Linked DNA regions of Danio rerio: region 2 is linked to region 1. Evidence: chromatin contacts called from public Micro-C data. All regions are on one chromosome and are shown on one strand. The core of a region is the stretch at or near the end of the contact, and the rest is flanking DNA. Distances in the headings are between cores, read along the strand shown. Region 1 holds the start of metrnla (meteorin like, glial cell differentiation regulator a). Region 2 has its middle 12 kb from the start of atp5pd.

Region 1 (3,076 bases), core at 253-2,752:
CGCAGGGTGCTCGGGTTTCCCCCACAGTAAAAAGACATGACCATCCACTACATAAAACATATGCTGGATAAATTGGTTCATTCCGCTGTGGCAACCCCTGACTAATAAAGGGACTAAGCCGAAAATTTTTTTATTTCTTATAAGTAACTTATCTATCTAGAATATTATCCCCTGTTTCATTTTCTATCATATAATTATTTTAATGTGTAATTATAAAATTGAAAAACTTAATCAAACTCTCAAAATATCATCAATTGCTTACGTCATGGAGGCTAATTTATAAACAACTTCTCCCCACATAGTTTTCTTATTTGGAATAATGCCAATATCTTGTATAGAATTAAGTCACTATTCTTTCATTATTGGCTTAACAGCAGTCTGATATAGTTGCTAAATTATTTGATAATGAAGGAACAAAATTTACATTAAATTCCTATTACTTTACAAGAATTTATTATATTAATGTAACCATTACCTGATATGCTGCACAATAGCAGTGCATGTACATCAGCTCTTTCAGTTTGTCCTCCTAAACCTGAACAGGCCTCAGTCGGCTTTGTCTGTTTCTCTGGATTTAAGCCTAATAATCACAAAATGATCTATAATACTAAAAGAAGATATGTGAAGATACCATATGTTGTTTTTTACTGGAACATAGCTTTAACAATATAAACTGGACTCAAGTATGGTCATCAACTCATTTTCCCCCATTACAAATAAGGCTAAATAAATATAACTTAAATTACTTCATAAAATGTATCCTGAAAAATATATATTTCTACAACAATGGAAAATTTATATTAAATTAGAAAACTTTATTTCTTCGTTTATTTTGGTTTTGCCAATATACAAAACTTTTTCGATTAATTTTGAAACTTTTATTGCTTATAATATTTTGAAAACATTTTCCTTATCTTATAAATATGTGATTTGGGCTTTTTTTTTTTTTTTTTTTTTTTTTTTGTTAAAGATAACAAAGATTTTATTTATATGTAAATTTCACATACTCAAGTGTGCAAAAAGTAAACCTCTCAGAAAAGTGGTACTAGAAAAAGATTAAAATGTATATAAAAGTGATTTCGAAGTCTAAAAATAGAAAAGCATTTAATATATGCTCCTCCCTTAACATTGTTGCATAAAAAAATGTTTGTCATGCATTTTCTGGACTAAAATTGCATCATTAACCTTTGCTAACAAATAAAATTTGAATATTTATATGTTTTGAGCTTTCTTCAAAACATCTTTTGTGTTCAACACAATAAAGAATTCCAAAAAGTTTTTAAACCACTTGGGTGAGGGTGAGGACAGTTGTTAATATTTCAACATGAACTCATGCGCATGCGTCCTGCGTCGGTCAGCTGGCGATGATGCGCAGAGGAATCCGAGCTCAGAGAACTGCTAAAGAAACTCGCCTCCTCTCGAGTAATTTACAGGCGTTGAGTGCGCGTGCGCGATCTTCAAAGTTGAGCGAGCGGCTCTGCGCTCGGATTCCTAAGCTCTTCACTGCTGCTCAGTGTGCGCGACATGGACTGAGCGAACGAGCGCGCTTCTCGGACTTTCGGCTTTAGAAGCGCTTTTCGAGTAAATAACGGGCTAGAAAGCGAAGCGATACTAAAGAAAAACACGATGTAGAGAACATACCGATGCTGGACCTTTTGCTTTCACACCTGCACCGCAGAGTTGTATAGTATCTCGCTTGGGGAGAAGGAGACCGCGGTCGGACAAACATGCTCTCGCCGTTCTTGGCGTATTTGCTGTCGGTTGTGCTTCTGTGTCGGATTGCGCGCTCCCAGTACTCAAGTGATCAGTGCAGCTGGAGGGGCAGGTGAGACGCTCTTTAAACATCTATATTAATCCTTTTTTTACCCATTTAGAGTAAAATGCAGTTTCATTTAGTAAAAAGAAGATAGAGATTTAACTCCTTGAACTATTCAATGAGCGAATAGAAAGAGAGATAATGAATATTATGCTATTATTATTATTATTATTATTAATATTAATATTATATTAATATTATTATTAGTCTATGAACACCATTTTTAGCATTAAGGTGTGGAATATTTAGCTACTTTTAGTATTAGGGCCAGTTTTTTTTTTTTTTTTTTTGGTAAAGTGATATTGTTGAGCTTGTATGTACTATATTCTTTATTTGTCTTTCTATTTAGCTTAATTTTATGTAGCATACTCATTTACACTAGAAAACTAATCTATTAGTGATTTTATACTTGAATGATATGGAAATCCATGAAATTTCAAAGAAAGAACTAAGCAGTTTTTCTAACAACTTTTAGTTTAGTTTGTTTTTTGCTTGTATTTTAGTCACTAAAGGAAGGTGTAATATTATGGGGGTTTTTTTTTGCTTCTCAATTAAATGTGTGCTAATATATATTGAAATGTTCAAATATTTGACCTAATAAAAAAGATGGTAAGATAACTGTGCTGGAAAACAAAAATACAACATCTTGTGTTGAACATATCTGGCTTAACCTGAATTCAGAAGCTGTCTGAAGCAGTGATTTCATTTTTACTCACTGGTTTGTCCTAACCCAAGTTAACGACTCGCATATAATATGCAAATCATACTACTTTTTTGGGGGGTTGGTTTTATACAGTACAGTTTAACTAAATGAATGAGCCATTGCCTACACACTCAGGCACTGCATCATAAATGGAAAAACAAAACAAATTCTAGCAGCTTTTTTTGTATGGAGTCCTATTAGGTCAAGATGGCTTCCACATCCTTCATGCTTAAAGTTCTGAAAGATATTAAGCTACTGATTTCCCCACCACATTTCTTCATTGGTATTATTCCTCAGCAGTGGCTCAATTCCATCATCGAAAATTCCTCAAACATGACACATTTGGGGTCTCTGTGAAGTCTTTTTACAGTAATAATACAGTGACTGTTCAGCCATAATCTGGTGTTGATTTGCCAGGTCTGAGTTCAGCCTCTCATTACGGCCGAGCGGGATTTCAAATGCTCTTAATTAAAGAGGAGCCGTTATGAACGAGGGCACGGCAGCTTGCGGGTCTGCTCTGCACATGTGTCACCCCAGGCTCCACAGGAGTTTTGCTC
Region 2 (3,076 bases), core at 254-2,753, 77 kb after region 1:
TTTTTTTTTTTTTAATCACATCTCATTCCAGGCTATCTGGATTACTTGCTTCTGACTGATCAGTCGTGACATTCCAAGGTATGTTATTCCGAGATAACAACCACTCAATAACACTGGCTCATCTAGAAACTTCTAATCACATTGACGTCAGATGATTCTGTATTTATACATATTGTTCTTTCTTCATGGTGCCATCTATGTTGTGAAGTGGACCAGTCCCTCCTGCAATAAACTTCATCCGAGAATTAGATAAGCCTGGTTTTCACACACTGGATCACAAATTGTAATTTGTAACAATTCTGTAAATACAATGCAAGTGGATCATAATCCAATGTAATATAATGATTTGTTTGTTAGAATTAAGTCAGGCACATATAAGCATTAATTTAATACATTTTATGTAATACATAAATAAACAACATAATGCACATATAAGGAAATTAAACTAGTAAATTGCAACTTTATATTGTTTAAATTAGAAATAGGCTATATGAAAACTTTACTACACTGTAAAAATCCTTTTTAAGATGAATCAGATTAATCATGAGTTTATTAAGCTAATATTATTTTAAACTGACTTAAAACAGCTTGCATAACATTACATTAATAACATAGCATTAATAAAATTAAAATAGAACATGATTACCTTAGTTCAGTAAGTTAAAATGACCTAAAACATATGCTGTCAGGACTAATTGATCAAATCATTTTTCACAGTGTAGCTAATGTTTGTATCTAATTTATTTATGTGCTGTGTCCATGTTTGGGTAGTTGTTACTGCAATTAATGACAAATATTTTAGCCAAAATTAGTAATCAATACCATGCTTTAAAATTAAATTCATTAGTATATTCTCCTCGCCTCTAGGTTACAGCAGGTAAGGTAATGCAGGTGTACCACACTATTAAACATAACATCAGCTATATCACTGCTGCAAAGCTGTAAAAGAGAAAGCCTGACTGCATCTGTTTACACAGATTTCAGTCAAATTATTTTAATGTCCAAGTGTTCATACTTTCCTGAAAACATATTTTCAGTTGCGATTTACCACCACTGGCATGCTATTGGGCCTGTGATCACTGTGGTCTTGGCCCCCAAGTGAAATGGCCCCTGCTGCAGTAAACATCCCTTATTTTTTGTCTCAAAAGTGGACACCCTGTTTACTAGGCTATTAGTAAAAATCACTGTACCAAATGTTCACTGCATCCAACAGCTTATTAGTGAGGTTGTTACATGAATGCTAGTCCACTAGCTTAGTAAATTCCTGCACTTGTCGCTGTTAAGCTTCAGGAAATTGCATCATAATTACATACTAACCCGGGATTACTTTACATGTTACATCCGAGAGGCTGTATTAGATTTGAGTTCTTACAAACGAATGTTTTGTCAGAGAATCGCGTTCCCTAATTCATATTTAAGGATTACCTCCAGGAGCTGGCATACAAAGAGTTTCATAGTAAGTTTCTTCAGTCACATCAATGTTTACATCATCGTCAGTTTTCTACACACAGATCCACTGCGCCCTCTAGTGTTTGATTGAGAAGATTCATTGAGAACTATGGTAAGCACCTACGTAGCCTACCAAACATTCATTCATTCATTTTCCTTCAGCTTAGTCCCTTATTTATCAGGGGTTGCCTTACCGTAATTATTGAATAAAGTGGGTAATAACTTGGAAATATTCCTAAGCCAACCCATATAACCTATGTAGTTATAGCCTATAACCTGGCAGTACACAGTATAATATATATCGGCTTGCATGGAAAAGAAGGTACTTTGAGGTGAAGCATCTTAAACCTTATCGCAGAAGAAAGTCTCTCACACACAGAAAGCATATTTCATGGCCTAAAGGACATGGGCTCTCAAATATCCGAGCATGACAATTGAAGGTTTATGGTGTGGCCTTGAGACTGCGGCCATGACTAAAGCCGAGCATCACATAAAAGACGCTCACTGTGCAGCTCCGGTTCCACTTCATCCTTTTATACAGTGGTGACCATGAATCAAAGATGTCCAAGCTATTTAGTGGACGCACGGAAACTAGACTTGAACACAAACAAGATTTGGATCACTGAGACTTAATTCACTCTTTTCTGCTCATCTGGTCAGGCTTCTGCTGGGAAAATAAATAAATCAATAATTCATATACTGGTGGGTCATTCCTAGGCCCACGCAGAATCTGAGCGCGCAGAATTCCGCAGATTTTTAGCCCATCATTAATTCTGTTTATTTACTTGAAGTGTGTAAATCTTCATTTATTCATTTTTTTAAATTAATTAATATTACTAACATGAAAATCTGATTTATGTACAATGCAGTAAGTAAAATTTTCTGTCTTTTAGTAGTTAGGCCTATCTTATATCTTATTGGATTTGCATTGTAAACATTAAAAAAAAGTATTTTTTATTTTTACATATTAATGTTTTAGTGATACTCCCAAAATAATTTCTCAGATTTTTAGTCCATCATCAATTCTGTTTCAAGAGTTCACACTTAGCTGATGATTGATTATAAGCAAGTTTGGCATGCTGTCCCGGGAGAGAGCCATGAGCTCGAAGGTTCTTGAGCCCTGGGCTCCCTCCCGTTTGGAGGAAGATAGGGGAGCCTTGATAAGAGCTGATGACTAAAAATTGAATGCTATGAAAAGATATGCTGCTTTATGAGATTACCTGTATTGCAAAATTTAGATTTATCAATTTACTTGTTGTGCATGTTTTTGGAATGTGGGAGGAAATCGGAGGACCCGGGGAAAACCCACGCAAGCACGGAAAGAGGATGCAAATTACACACAGAAATGACCACCGGCCTGTTAAAGGAATAGAACCGGTGACGTTCTTGCTGTGAGGCGACAGGGCAGCACGGTGGCCCAGTGACTAGCACTATGGAGGGAAAGGTGAAAAGGTAGGGGTGTAAGGGGGGATTCTTCAAATCGAAGATGACTAGTGAAAAAACCCTGGGTCTTTATAGTGGGTTAGGAATGGCCTGATTGGTGAATCATGCATGCTAATGCAGAACCAGCCGTGTTCAATCATAATCACGTGCTCCTCTCGAAATTAGTTTATGAATAAACTTCATT

What was found. Hi-C and Micro-C count contacts between places; a contact is called where the count stands out from the background.
Region 2: a Micro-C map of caudal fin shows a contact between it and region 1, with 3 times the contacts expected there. The contact joins the enhancer-like site here to the promoter of metrnla in region 1. A contact is called at or near these places in 2 of 18 Hi-C or Micro-C datasets (caudal fin and an unstated tissue).

What each region holds. Positions count from the first base shown.
Region 1 is chr3:49,553,580-49,556,655 of GRCz12tu, forward strand. It overlaps metrnla (meteorin like, glial cell differentiation regulator a), which reads left to right and starts at 1,503. Exons shown (of 4, transcript NM_212985.1): 1 at 1,503-1,825. The coding sequence starts at 1,728.
Region 2 is chr3:49,630,223-49,633,298 of GRCz12tu, forward strand. No RefSeq gene overlaps it. Among named protein-coding and RNA genes, the nearest start is that of atp5pd, 12 kb to the right of the region's middle. Within about 2 kb of position 1,504, at least 5 of the 62 cell types and tissues checked have an H3K27ac peak or open chromatin away from gene starts, as enhancers often do. A contact at or near this core is called in caudal fin, where this site is marked.